Linked DNA regions of Zea mays: all the other regions are linked to region 2. A link is a contact called in public Hi-C data. All regions are on one chromosome and are shown on one strand. The core of a region is the stretch at or near the end of the contact, and the rest is flanking DNA. Distances in the headings are between cores, read along the strand shown. Region 1 has its middle 26 kb from the start of LOC109944010. Region 2 has its middle 78 kb from the start of LOC103648781. Region 3 has its middle 100 kb from the start of LOC100276147.

Region 1 (4,775 bases), core at 1,117-3,616, 150 kb after region 2:
GGTTGGAACTATTATGGAGTCCAGAGATGGTACGTTTTTTGAGGACGAATTTCCTATGAAACCTACACATGATACATCTAATGATGAACCATCGATACTCCATGAGCATTTTATTCTGGTAAAACACACTGAGGAATCCCATATACATAATCCTATGAAGATGACAATGTATCAACTTGGAAGAGTAAGAGACCAATGATTGCAAAGTTCTTTGGTGATGATTACATTGTTAACATAAAACAACAAATCAAAACCTTGCCAAAGAACCTTCCGTTTATGCCCAGCTACTAGCCTATCTGGTTGCCTACTAAGTAATTCCCATTGCAAAACTGTCTTACCATATGTATCTAACCAGATGGTTAATACCAGGAGGGGAGGAGGAATCGATCTACCTGCCAACCCCCACAATAGGAGGATTATCAGACAACAACAAACAGAAATGAATCCTCCACCGGCTGGGACCGAGTGGTTGCCGCTCAGATATAGATACTATAGCAAATGGCAAACACGATGAATGAAATGCAAAATCAGATGAGGCAAGAATGATAGGAAATGCGTCAAGAAATGAGGCAAGAACGGTTGGAACGGCAACAACAACCACCACTACCTCCACCAGCACCACCAGCTCCACCCAGGGATAAGCACCGGAAGTTTATGAGTCACAAACCACTGACATTATCTAACTCCGCGGACCTACTACAAGCTGATGACTGGTTAAAGTCTATGGACAAGATGCTCAATATAGCTCAGTGCTCTGACAGAGAGAAGGTGCTATATGCATCGGGTTGCCTTACCGGCCCTGCTGCGGATTGGTGGGATGCATACTGCGCTGCCCATGTTGTCAACACAATCACCAGGGCAGAATTCTCCACTCAATTCAGAAATTACCATATTTTCATGCTGGACTCTTGAATATTAAAAGGAAGGAGTTTCTATCTCTCAAATAGGGAGGTATGTTCGTAAGCGAATATAGGGACAAATTTGTTCAACTATCTCGATATGCTCCTAGGGAAGTTGAGGATGATGAGAAGAAGCAGGAGCTCTTTTTGGAAGGTTTGATTGGACCACTACAATACCAACTGATATCACATACATTCCCATCCTTCCAAAGACTACTAGACAAAGCTATTGCTGTGGAAAACAAGAGGTTTGATTTTGGAGAAAAGAGAAGGGCTGCCAACTAGGGACAGGCTAGGAGTAGTTCTTGTCCTCGATATACTACTACTCAAAGTACTCCTGCTCATGGTAGTTCCGGGCAACAAACTCAACAGACACAAAATGCTCCTCCACAAGCAAGCACTCCAATTGGACCTGTTGCTCCTAATACATCCACCAACAGATCATGCTTCTAGTGTGGACAGTTTGGACACTATGCCAACTATTGTCCCAACAGGGCCGCTTACACTACTCCAGCTCCGATGAAACAAGGTCAAGCCTCGGGAGTCAAGAGTCAGCCCTTATCGGTCAACCGGGGGCATGTTAACCATGCAGAAGTAGAAGCTGAACCTGATGGACCTGAAAACAAGAAGTGCTGGTTATTGAAGATGAAGAAATTGGTGAAGAAGGCAATGAACAACAGGATTAGAATAAATATAAATATATAAATAAATATACATATATATACTTTTAGAGCACTATTGTAAGACCTAAATATTAATTTAGTTAGTAGCTAGATTTTTACTATTCTAGGAATAATAATACGGTCTATTTGACCCTATGTGTTGCTAATAAGTAATGCATCATGCTGAGATTCTTGTTTGTGCATATGTTCTGAGACAATATGGTTATACATCCTTTTTCTTACTAATCTCAGGACAAGATTATTTTTAGGGGGTTAGGATTTGTAACACCCAAAATTCTACTTTAGAATTTATAACATTAATACTAATAAAAAATGTCCACAATAAGCATCCTTCTTTTCAAAAGTTATACTATAAAATGAATAACATGGAGGTAATGTGAGATTCAAACTTAGGCTTAAAACAAATTTAGTTTCAAAATTCAATTTCGAGCTTGGAAAAATATGGGGGAGAAAGAGTTAAAAAGAATGGAATAATAAGAATAATATTATGGCAAACAGAGGGAGTATTATTCATGTTGAAATTGTGTTTGGAAATTTGGAAGTTCAAAACAGGGGTTTGAATTTAGTTTGCATATTTGGAAATTAAAGTAGAAATTATAAACAAAAAAAAAGAAGACAGGAAAACCACACATGGGCTGATTTTGGCGCCGCTCGGCCCATCCTTCTTTTTCCCCTAGGTGTGCGCCGGCCTGCTTAACCTCCTCTACGCGGTCACTGAAGGTTGTGGCCCACTAGGTTTCCAGCCGGGTAGTTTAATGGTATATATTGGTGTGATGTCATCCACGCGTCACAAATGACGTCATCCATGCACTTTCCTCTTTCACTGACAGCCGGGGCACATGGGTGTCGCACCGTATTGCGTCCGTAGCTCGGGTGGTTAGGATCGGCAGCCAAACGCGCCCTGGACTCCGGTGCCGGTCGAACCGCGCCGCTATGTCCTGTGACTCGCCTCTATAAAACCCACTATCCACCAGGAATTCATCGTGGTCACCCAACTAGAAGCAAGCAAGAACTCACCCGTAGCCAGAGAGAGGGGAGTAAGGAGGAAGAGCCGCTGGGCCCTGGACGCGTACGGAGTGCCGATCACCGGCGTAGGGTTGTGCAAGGCAGGTTGCCATTGTGGAGTCGTGCATCCCGGCGTGCGCCCAATGCAGACTGTCGGGGCTCGCTGCACGATCATTAACGGCCAGCCAAGTGGTGGTCTGGCGCGATCACAGGAAGAAGGAGAGGATCACTGAACTTGTACCTCGCCACGGACCCGCGCTTCGTCGTCGGACGACCCTGCCTCCAACAATGGTGAGAACGCCCTCCATCCGTGTCGCTGGTGCTGTATTGCTTACTGTTGGTGGGTCATGCATGCTCGCATGCGATTCCTAGGGAGGGCAACAGCTTATGGTGGAAGATAACCTCTTGACCGTCGATCGGTGAGGTTGCGGTGAGGATCAAAGGGACCATAACGTTTCGGGTTTAACTGCTTTGGACCGTCCGATCTGATCGAAGGGATGGGGCTGATGCGCGCCTTCATTAAACCTCACCCATTGATCTTGGATCGGGTGGATGGCATTGCATACCGATTTGTTTTAAAAGAAATCTGATCTGGCACTCGGTTGTTAATCGGACGACTGTGGATCGCGGATACCCCTTCGGCCTGTGTGTTTCTCATATGGGTCCTCAGGTTATTGGATAATAAACCTGCGGTCTGGGTATGGGCAAAAGATCATTGTAGTTGGGTCCTAAAGGTTACACGGAGCCCATGATCTTCTGTAGAATTGCGCCTAGGTCAAGAAATCCTTAATAATGATAGAATTAAAACCTACAATTTAATAAACCCATATCTTCTTCGTCTATTCTGATTTGATCCATTCAAGTTGCGTTAGCTTCATAATAATTTTGCCTACTCTTCCGTAACATTGTTTTAGCAAATAGCATGTTTCCAAAAATAAATATTCATTTAACCTATGCTTAGTAGATTGTTCATACTAATCAAAGTTAGTTTGTCTATAATTATAATATAACTAAAATATTATTTCTACTCTAGTATGATATAGATCAAAGTTATTCCTTAAATATCTTTATCACATGACTTATAAAATCAACATAAAGACTTAGATCTAATTGTGACATGCAAGTTGTGCCCTTGATCACTCCTTTTTACCTAATAATGTTCACTATTAATCACTCTGACATGCTCAGGTTAATTTGATGGGACCTAATAGGTTTCCCTAGCATTGTTTATTCCCCACCTTGCAAGCACATGGATTATTGGGTAGTTTTGCTATTGCTCTACTTGGTTTTGGGCAACTAATGTTTCAGTATGATCATGTTCCAATTATGTTGTTTTTTAGTTATTGTTCATGATAAGATCATATTGTTAATTGGAACATGGAGCGACCACCCAGGAAAATAGTGCTACCACAAGGGTGGTATGGGACACCCTTGGCTGACTAATTAGAAAAGCTAGTGGAGGACTACCTTACCCGAAAGGGGCAAGGGCAGTAGGGGAGTGGTCAGTGTAGGGAGGTCCTTAGATTGATTTTGCTGCGATGGCGGTCAGGTGAGGGATCCCTGCATTGGAGGTTCCTAGAAACTGTAGCGGGTTTTCTGAAGCTAGTGGAACTTTGTAAAGGCCTCCTAGTGTTACCTTGCCTCACTTCCTTGGTAGAGGTGTATGTGATTCATGACCCCTTGGCAGATAGGTAACATGACTTGTGGGTAAAGATGCGCAACCTCTGCAGAGTGTAAAACTGATATATCAGCCGTGCTCACGGTCATGAGCAGCTCGGACCCTCACATAAGTAATTTATGGAACTAAACTTAATTTGTCATATGTATTGCATCGCGGGTGTTGTTATCAGTTTTGATCTATTACTTATTTGGGTTGGTATCTACTTATATGCTCAGCTTTAGCCATCCTCTTTGATAGGCCTTACACTTCACATGAGCTCCCACCTTTAGTGAGTTCATGCATCTAATTCCCCACAACTTGTTGAGCGATGAACATATGTGAGCTCACCCTTGCTGTCTCACACCCCCCATTGGTCAAGAACAGGTACCGCAGGATGAGGCGTATGGAGGATGCTGTGACGAGTTCGTGAGAGGTCTAGGCCGTCGTGTCCCAGTCAACTTTGGGTTGCTAGATCGTTGTCTCCATATGATGTAATTATTTTATTATTTTGTACAGAACCCCTATTAT
Region 2 (4,629 bases), core at 1,504-4,003:
AACAGGTAATGATGGCACCCCGCGTGCTCCATGACGACGGCGGTTCTCAGTCCCTTACGAAAGCAAGGAGACGTCAGCAAGGACCCGACAGCCCCGATAGCTGTGCTTCCGTAGGGTTTAAGCGCTCCTCCGACGGCCACGACATCACATGAACAGGGCACCAACACCTCTCCGACAACCACGCCGGCATGTACATAGGACTCTGGCTCCTCTCTGCCGGACACGTTAGCACACTGCTACACCCACCATTGTACACCTGGGCCCTCTCCTTACGTCTATAAAAGGAAGGTCCAGGGCCCTCGTACGAGAAGGTGGCCGCGCGGGAGGACGGGCTGACGAACAGGCTCTCTCTCTATCCCTCGCGAACACTTGTAACCCCCTACTGCAAGCGCATCCGCCCTGGGCGTAGGACAACACGAGCCACGGTTCCCCTTATTGTTCCCCCTTGTGTTCCGTCTCGCGCCGACCCATCTGGGCTGGGACACACAGCGACAATTTACTCGTCGGTCCAGGGACCCCCCGGGGTCGAAACGCCGACAAGTTTATTATTTACTGTTCATGATAAGATCATTATGTTAATTGAAACATGGAGAACCACCCGGAAAAAAGTGGTACCACAAGGGTGGTATGAGACGCCCTTGGCTGACTAACTAGGAAAGCTAGTGGAGGACTACCTTACCCGATAGTGGCAAGGGTGTAACACCCTAGGTGTTAAGCGTCACTAAAAATTGAAGCATTGCATCATCTTAAGCATTATCATCACATGTGGTCATCCATAACAATTGACCATGTGTTGCATTCACTTTAAAATGATATAACTTGTTTTGCCTCTGCATGATTTATGATTTGGGGTGAAGTTGTGTTTTGAGTTTTGTTAAAAACTCAATTTAAGATTTAGATTTGGCACACTCAATTAAAAATTAAAAGTGAAATAAATTCTATTTTATTCTTTGGTGCAAGGTGGGTACTTTGGTACCAAATAAATCGTTTAACCGAGTAGTATGGGACAAGTCATTAACAATTGCCGAAGTGGGCTAATAATAGGATCAAAGCTAATTTTTATGGCTAAACGTTTCAATTTCTAAACCATAAGGAATTAGGGCGTTGTTATTTAAGTAATTTTAAAATTAAGAAAGCCGTCCAGTTGTGTCGGCTCGTGCCAAGTAAGTTCGGAGCAACACAACATCGATTAAAAATTTGGAATCAAACTTAAGGCAAATAATCACCTTCAAAATCGTTGTTTAGAACCCATAAGTGGAATTTAAGATTTAGCCATATATTTGTCAGCGGTCAAAATATAAAAGTTGTGGGGCTTTAAAAACCAAGTAACTTTCATGGAGATTGTCAAGTTTTGTGGAAGAATTCAAAGTAATTTGCAAAGTTTTAGTTTTTTGTTCAGTTTTGGAATTCTGAAAAAAAAACAGCGACCTTGAGCTGACTTTGGACCTCTATAATTTTCGATCCATGAACTTTTAGCAGACGATTTTTATATTAAAATTGAAGAGCTATAGTAGAAGAGTAATTTTTATTAAAGATCATGCCCTTGAAATTTCTTGGAGCTACAATAAAATCTTACTCAAATATAGGCTGTCAGACTTTGGGTTTCAGACCTAGTACAGTTAACTGAAGCTGAATTTCAGTGTTCTGTGACTGATTCTGGAGCTTTGTTGTACTTAATCCGTGGAGTTGTGAGTTAATGTTAAGATCAAAACTAGATATAATTGTGCATTTAAAAATTCGAATCAGAGACAAGAGTATAGATATGTACATAAAAAGAGATGTATGGAAAATCTAACTTTTCCATTTCTCTACCGTCAGCTCCCTTTCCTTATCCCTTCATCACTTTGTTCGGTCGGCAAGTTGAACAGGTGTTTCTCTCTCACGCCATCTCTCTACTTCACATCTTCTGCTCCCTCCACGTAGGTGCATAGCTGTGTTTATCTCCTTACATAGGTGCTGGCTGTAGACTTGTACGTCTCCTTCACAAAAATCAGGCAAACACTCAGGTTCCCGGAAAGAAAAATCCCACCTGCTGCTTGTTCCTGTCCGTGCTCGGCCTCGCCCAGGCAGCATCTTCCTAGGCCGGTTCGCTCCACCAGTCGCGAGCTTGGCTTCCAGCTGCGGTCGACGGCGTCGTCTTCAACCGCCGCACCCTGAAGTCTTCAATGTCAGCTCGCCCTACCCTCAACGAACCCAGTCGGGACCATTCTCCTGTGCCGTGCAGGTTCCGCCCCTGCGGGCTTCCCTATGGTTCAACACGTCGGCCGCTGCCTTTGTGTTTTGCAGTGCTCGGACTTTGTCTCCCTCGTGCCTTCACTTCATCGGTGCTCAGCTTCTACCCCACCGTTTTGTCCCTCTGCTCGTCGACACCTCTCTCCGCTGCTGCCTAGTGAGCACCACCCCTCGCCTAGAGCTTCATCCTCTCCTCTCATGCCTGGCGTAGCTGCATCTTCCACTGCATCACCGCCACCTTGGGGGTGGCTAGGATTCTGCACCCCACCACAAGCTCGTCGTCTCTGTTCGATCCCTTCCTAGTCGCACCCCCAGGTGTGCACACTCCGCTGCTCGCCGCGCTTGGTCTGTGCCATTGTCTCCTTGAGCCCCGACCTCGCCTCTGCTGCACCTGCGCCCGTTCGTCATGCCCAGCCACTCTGATGTGCACCGCATCGATCAGCTCCAGCAGGACTGGCGGCCGTACGTATTCGACCGGCGCTTTCATTGTCGTAGCGCCGTCGTTCGGTAGTCGCAATTAGTGCTGCGAATTCGACCGGGCCAGCCCGGCCTAAGCCATCGTGCTTCGTGCTAAACGAGTTCGGGCCAGTAAAGCCCAAAAGATTTTTGAACCGTGCCGTGTCAGTCCGAATTGTAAAAACAGTGGCTCTAAACCACATCGTACCTTCTTTAGGCCGTGCCGGTCCAAACCCGGCCCGTATATTTGATCATATAAAATTAAAATATTACAACCATATAAAGTTTATAGCTTACTAAATTAAAGATATTAAACAATTATAGCATCATTTGACTACATAAACTAAAAATATAACAATAATATAAAGTCGATATCTTACTAAATTAAAGAAATTAAATAGATTGGTTTAATTGGGCCGTACCGGCTTAAGTCCAACCCATCTATGTGGGCCGTGCCGAGGGCCCGACGGGCTGGAAATTGAGGCCCGGTCCAAGCCCGTCTTCGGACCGTGCTAGCCCGGCCCATATTATTTCGTGCCAGTGCTTTGGGCTCCTATTTTTGGGTCGTGCTCGTGCTAGCCCGAAAAGCCCAGCCCATACTCCTAGCACTAGTCGCAATATTTTTGATTTGTGTGGTGGTGATTGGTATTTCTATGTGTACGTGCTTACAAGTTTAGTCCCTTCAGGTTATTTTTTTATTGTGTTGCGCTCATTTAACCCCGTCCGGTTCACTCGCACGCCACGTATTTGGTGAATTGTCTGAATCGGAACTCATTGCCGTTTTTGCAACATTCGAACCGGATTAGCAATAGTGAGATGATTCATTAATCATTTAGCTAGTTTGATGTATGAATACGTACGATAAATTTATTGGTTGGTATTAAAATCGTAATGTGTGCGTGGATGTGGGGGTAAGTCCAGGGAATTGATGCATGTGCGGTTTTGGTCGACCGGTGGCCTGCGTCATCAGTCTGCACCTTGTGTCTATGCTATATGCTTGTAAATCACAGTAGTGCGATTAGTGGTCGGAAGGAATTTGATCGTGAAGAAAAATAAATTTCTGTACGTCTCATGCTAGATATCCGGAAAAATGCCTAAATTAGGTTCGCCACCAATTTGGCGAATCTTCACTCGGCTTTGGTATTGCGTAGGCGTAGATTCTCTTGCAGTACGGTTTGATTTTAGGGTTTGTTCAGTTAGATAACCGGTCTAAATCTAGTTAAGAGATACATTTTTTTAATAGAGTAAATACTTAGGAAATTACGAAGAATGGATAAATAGTTTTAATGGTTTTTATAGTGTTGGATGAGGTCCATGCTGTATGGATTTCGATTAATTCATGGCAACTTTTAGTTTTCATGGCAACTTTTAGTTTTTTTTCAGAAGCGTTAGCAATCTTGTTAGGGTAGTAATTAGATTTTTGTTGGTAATTAAGTGGAAATTATTTGTGAATGAAAGATATAATTGAGATTTTATGATTTAGATTCTTTTTCATGCATGTATGTTCACCTCATTATGGCATCGTGATCATAGCATGCATCTTTACTCTACGTATAGATCACGTTATCCGTGGATCAATCGCTTGGTGAAACAATTTCCTAGAGGCTGGTCATCACCCTGAAGACTTATGAAATTTTATTTCCTTAGTCTTCGGCTATTCTCTGCAACAAAGGCAAGCCCCGGTGCATTCACCACTTCCCTTGTTGTTTACAAAACTTTTATAACTTGATATGATGCATTAGGTGATAGGAGTTGCATGATCAAACAACTGATGCATTACCATCCATGAGAATTTGAATGATTATTCCTTGATACCTGTTTTACGCAAAACTAGTGCTGCTTAGCCCGGCTTAATGAGATACGGTTTTGAAACTTATTTTGATCACTGAATGTTGTTATGTGTGAAAGAACTTGAGCTTGTTAATTAATATGAGACCGAGC
Region 3 (4,884 bases), core at 1,694-4,193, 210 kb before region 2:
TGCAGGTTCCTAAATCTAAGATCAATGCTGAATGGTTAGAAAGAGATATGGTTTCCACCGGCGTGGCTAAGGTTGTAAGAGACTTGCTTTACTTTATGCGCCGTGAAGTTCTTCATCAACAAGGGCTATTCTACAATGTAAATGGAAATTTGCAAAAAATTCCCAGAACTAAGTTTGTACACAATATCACACAGTGTTTAGGTCTTTAGTTAGGAACTTTAGATGTTTAGTTGTCTATGGAACTTTGAGATGTTGAGTTATTATGCAACTTGATGTGTATAAATCTGTGTATGATGGAACTTGATATATATGTGGATGAATCTGTGTATGGAACCTGCTATATATAGAACTTGTTTGAATCTGTGTATGGAATCTTTGTATGATGAATATGTGTATGGAATATGTGTTTGAATCTGTGTTTGAATCTGTTATTAATTCTGTTTCTGTTATTAATTCTGTTATTAATTCTGTTTCTGGAATACAGGCGGCTTATAATTAAAACCGCCTGTGATGTGTGTGTATCACAGGCGGTTCTTTTAAACCGGACCGCCTGTGATGTGTGTCTATCACAGGCGGTTCTTTTAAATCGGACCGCCTGTGATGTGTGTCTATCACAGGCGGTTTTTGATTGACCGCCTGTGATGTTGTTTTACATCACAGGCGGTGCACCACAAGCGGTTCCTGGAACCGCCTGTGTAGAGGCTAACCGGACCGCCTGTACAGAGGATCCCTGTAGTAGTGTAGGTTAGTGTTTGTTAGACGTCGATCACTTGACGACCATCCTTTGTCTTGGTACTAGTTCAAATTAGCCATCTTCAGGTTGGTCCATCAGCATCACCTTTTGGAGTAGCTTGCACTTTACGACATCTTGTGGTCGACTTGGTTCTAGTCCTACGCATATCGTGATTAATTAACGTACCTAAATGATTTGCATAATCCACATGAATGCATATAAACAAGAATAGTACAAGACTAAATATTTTTGTACCAAAGAGAATTAGACACGCGTAGCAAGACGTTGCCAACTCTAATATGCAAATACTCGATATTTTTGACTTTCTAAGACAACGATCATGAACTTCCAGTTAATCGGATCCAACTCAGGCATCAATCAACAATAACTATAAATACACGCTATGTACCCTTAATTAAAGCATAACATGGAGAGTCTAATAAAACTCCGACTCACTATTACCGGACACCCATGACTCAGACTAAGAATAGAAACCATTCAATTAACTTCTAGAATTACTATTTTCGGCTATTATGCGTAGGACCAACTAAATTAAATATCTCATTTATCCTTAATCTAACAAGTAGAACATTATCATGCAATATAAAGTTCTACGAAACTGCTTTCCTAGCACCAAAAATCTAAACCGCTTATGCTCACTCCCCACCGACAATCCTCAAGTTTTTACAGAAATAGACTTATTGATGTTACTCGATTTTAAATATTTGAAAACCAAGCGATAATAAATCATGACACTTGATCGACCACTAGCAGAGAATATGACGATTGCTAAAGTAATCTATCGACATCATCACACAAATGTAGCGTGCTTACTACAAACACGTAACTGTATCATATAAATAGGATCACTTCAATTACTAGACCTATATATCTACGAAGACACTTGCCATCGAAATTGTATTTTTATTTTTTATCAACTTAAATATCTGAAGTATTTACACCTACCACAGGGTTTTCTCCGATTTCCAACAGATGCTGGCTCACCGATGTTACTCAACAATTAGCCAAGACACCTAATCGACCACTGAATATCGTATAATGGCTCCTACATCAGGACATCGACGAAATACATCCAAAGCAACTTAACAACATCTATCTGCTAGACCTTAGAAACACTAGTCCTATAATTTGTATTATTAATTCGGTCACATAATTTAGATATGTCTACCCTCACCCTTCATATGAATCGCATCTAAAATCCCGATTTCAACACACATATGCTAAATCAAGAAAATCATCGCGTTCAACAATTCTATTTGATCCATCAACCCAATCAACTAATAAAATAGTGAATCAGTTTACCTAAATCCGATTTGGAATTCGCAGAAATGACAACGCTCACATGTTTAAGATGTTCGACGAATATATTTGACGAGCGTCACGCGAGAATCGCTTCTTCACCTAACTCTCGGGATTTCTTGATGACGCACAGAAGACGACAAGTTCGATGACGCACACGCATGATGAGTCAGGCTCTACAGAGATGTGTGCAAGGGGAGGTGAGCTCGCGGTGCTAAGAGTCGACGGCGCGGTTCGAGACGGCTGGGCACGTAAGCGAGCTACGGACAGTCCCGGCGCACAGCACGACGTCGAGGGCCTGGTGACGCAGCTGCTATTGGAGGAAGCGCGGCTGCAGAGCTCAGTACAGGACATGACGCGGTCCTGTACGGTGCGAGTAGGGAGCATCGCGCGCAGACGGGTCGCGCGGCATGGACGAGTAGAAATGGAGCACGACTAGAGGAGCGTTGGCCGGAGCCGTACGTGGAGCTCACGGTCAGCACCATGGAAGATGAAGACAGCATCCGAGACCTGGCAAGGACGACTGGCGTGGCCTGGGCACCAGAGCTGAGCTCGCGTCGGAGCGGCCAGTGGCGCAGAGGGCGGAGCACGGCCAAAAGAGCATAGGAAGCTCACATCGGCGTCTGGCAGGCACACGCCATGGATGGAGCATGGAGGCGAGGAGAACGAGAGCGGAGTGAGGCGAGCGTCCAAGAGCTGTGTGGGGAGAACGAGAGCGGAGTGAGCTTGTCAAGGAACTGAACGTACAAGGAAGAACAAGTTCGTACGTGAGGGAGATGAGAGCCTAGCGTTGGGTCTTGGCGAGTTGCTGGAAGCAACGAACGGTGCAGAAGTTCGAGGGGGCAGGTGGCATGAATGTGGTGGCTGGGAGTATTCCAGAGAGCTGAGATGGTGATAGGAGATGAGAAAGACTAGAGCTGCGGTGGATAAAATTTCCAAGGAAATCAAGTAACGTATGTAAAGAAATAGAATTAGATAAATACGTAGAGGATAAAAAAACTCAGATTTTCTTTCTCTTTTCTAAACAATATGCATAGATAAATGCAGTTATAGAAATTAGGTTTAAAAGATATAGAAATAGTTCGCACCAACCTAAGATCAACGACAATATTTAAACATGATTTGATTTGGTGAATACTATAAAGTCAGATGAATTATTACCCATATTTATATTTGAAGATTTAGATCGAGAAGAGAAGCACACGGACTAAATTAAACTGATTTCGGCTTCGATAATTTAGATTATATTTAATCCAGTCAAATTTTTACGAGTCTCACGTGCTATCGATCATTTGACTACAGAACGATTCGATTAATAAGCTGGCGTATTGTTTTTCTCGAACAACACGTAAATAGACAGATCCAAAATAATACCGGCTTCAGTACTTCAGATGATATTTGATGCATCTGAAATCGGACAAATATTTATCTGCCATTTGAACCTATTTGATTTCTCCGTCGAGGATAATTTGTTGGAAACCAACCATGATTATAATTCTTCAGACACGATGTTTCGCTTGACGAGAGGGGACTAAATTATTTTGCATCGAAAACTTTAGTCGTCGAGTTCTATTTAATTTGTTTTGGATGAACTCAGAGGACTGGACTAAATTTTCAAATTCGTCTTTGCGCGAGCGATGAATTTTTAAATAATCACCAGACTCACCGATTTTTGGAACAATTATGTTCCGAACATCACGAAAATTTAGGAAAAGTTCGGATAGATAAAGATAAAAATGATGTCGAACTCGCGACAGACGAAACAGATTAAGACATAGAGACTATTATTTTTCCATACTTAAATCCATACTTGCTGTTAAATGTATAGTAACACCTGGGGTGTTACAGCCCCCCTAAAAGAATCTCGTCCCGAGATTCAGGGCGAAAGACTTTTAAGAGTAGAGAAGCATGTAACCCTTGTCCATATCAGCGATAATCATAAAACAGTTCCAAGCAAAGGCGAGTATCTCAGGATGTAGTTTCTCTAGTGGATATAATATGTATCGCCGTAAGCTAATTTAGAGATGTCCATCAGTAGATGCGATGTCTACCAGAAGAACACATAAGGTTCCATGTGTGCAGTTTGCTTTTTCTGATGACACTGTACTATCTGAGTCTGTTGAGCGAGCGGTCATTATGTGACTTTATCCAAACAGAACTAGATGCAACCTCTTGGGTAAAACACACAAAAAGAGGTTTACCAACAAGTGGTCATTGAAAATTCATAACACATAAGATGAGTGTGGATGTCGAACAACATCACAGTTAACTCGTGGTTATTTGAGGAATTCAAGTTCCAGGAAGATGATAAAAATTCGAGGAACGCATTAGTGAAGATAATCAACAAATGTTGACTTCACAATCAATCCATTTTATCGAGCACTAAGCATGACTCGACCTGATCACTCATGCTGGAAAAGCACATGTGAGGCGATCGAGGCATGATTAGAGCGATGATTAGGTGGTTATCAGTCGACTTGACTTAATAATAATTTTTTTTGGAGATTTCTAAATTGCTAGTGAATTCGTTAAAGAGCACATTAAAGTGTTATGCTCTTTTGATCCAAAAGAGATGACAGATGTTGCTTGATCACTTCGACAAACAACACCGAAATTGTTTCAATGGAGAGATCTATGGAAGATAACATATCAGTGTAGTTCCATAATGGATCATGACTAGAGACCTCAATACCAGCATGCGCCAAGCAGCATAACCTTGCGTGTACATTCACAAGGGGCTCTCAGTTTCGCTGCGGCACCATAAGTCATTAACCATGACACCTGTGGTAGAACCTCCCAAGTTATTGGGCCCACATGCACCTGCCCTTGTC

Evidence for each region. A called contact is a pair of places that touch in the nucleus more often than the background predicts.
Region 1: a contact with region 2 is called in a Hi-C map of ear, with 1.6 times the contacts expected there. The contact joins two enhancer-like sites. A contact is called at or near these places in 2 of 25 Hi-C or Micro-C datasets (ear and leaf).
Region 3: a contact with region 2 is called in a Hi-C map of leaf, with 2.9 times the contacts expected there. The contact joins two enhancer-like sites.

Annotation. Positions count from the first base shown.
Region 1 is chr2:90,035,370-90,040,144 of Zm-B73-REFERENCE-NAM-5.0, forward strand. No RefSeq gene overlaps it. Among protein-coding and RNA genes, the nearest start is that of LOC109944010, 26 kb to the left of the region's middle. Within about 2 kb of position 2,367, at least 17 of the 20 cell types and tissues checked have an H3K27ac peak or open chromatin away from gene starts, as enhancers often do. A contact at or near this core is called in ear and leaf, where this site is marked.
Region 2 is chr2:89,884,193-89,888,821 of Zm-B73-REFERENCE-NAM-5.0, forward strand. No RefSeq gene overlaps it. Among protein-coding and RNA genes, the nearest start is that of LOC103648781, 78 kb to the left of the region's middle. Within about 2 kb of position 2,754, at least 7 of the 20 cell types and tissues checked have an H3K27ac peak or open chromatin away from gene starts, as enhancers often do. A contact at or near this core is called in ear and leaf, where this site is marked.
Region 3 is chr2:89,677,743-89,682,626 of Zm-B73-REFERENCE-NAM-5.0, forward strand. No RefSeq gene overlaps it. Among protein-coding and RNA genes, the nearest start is that of LOC100276147, 100 kb to the left of the region's middle. Within about 2 kb of position 2,944, at least 2 of the 20 cell types and tissues checked have an H3K27ac peak or open chromatin away from gene starts, as enhancers often do. A contact at or near this core is called in leaf, where this site is marked.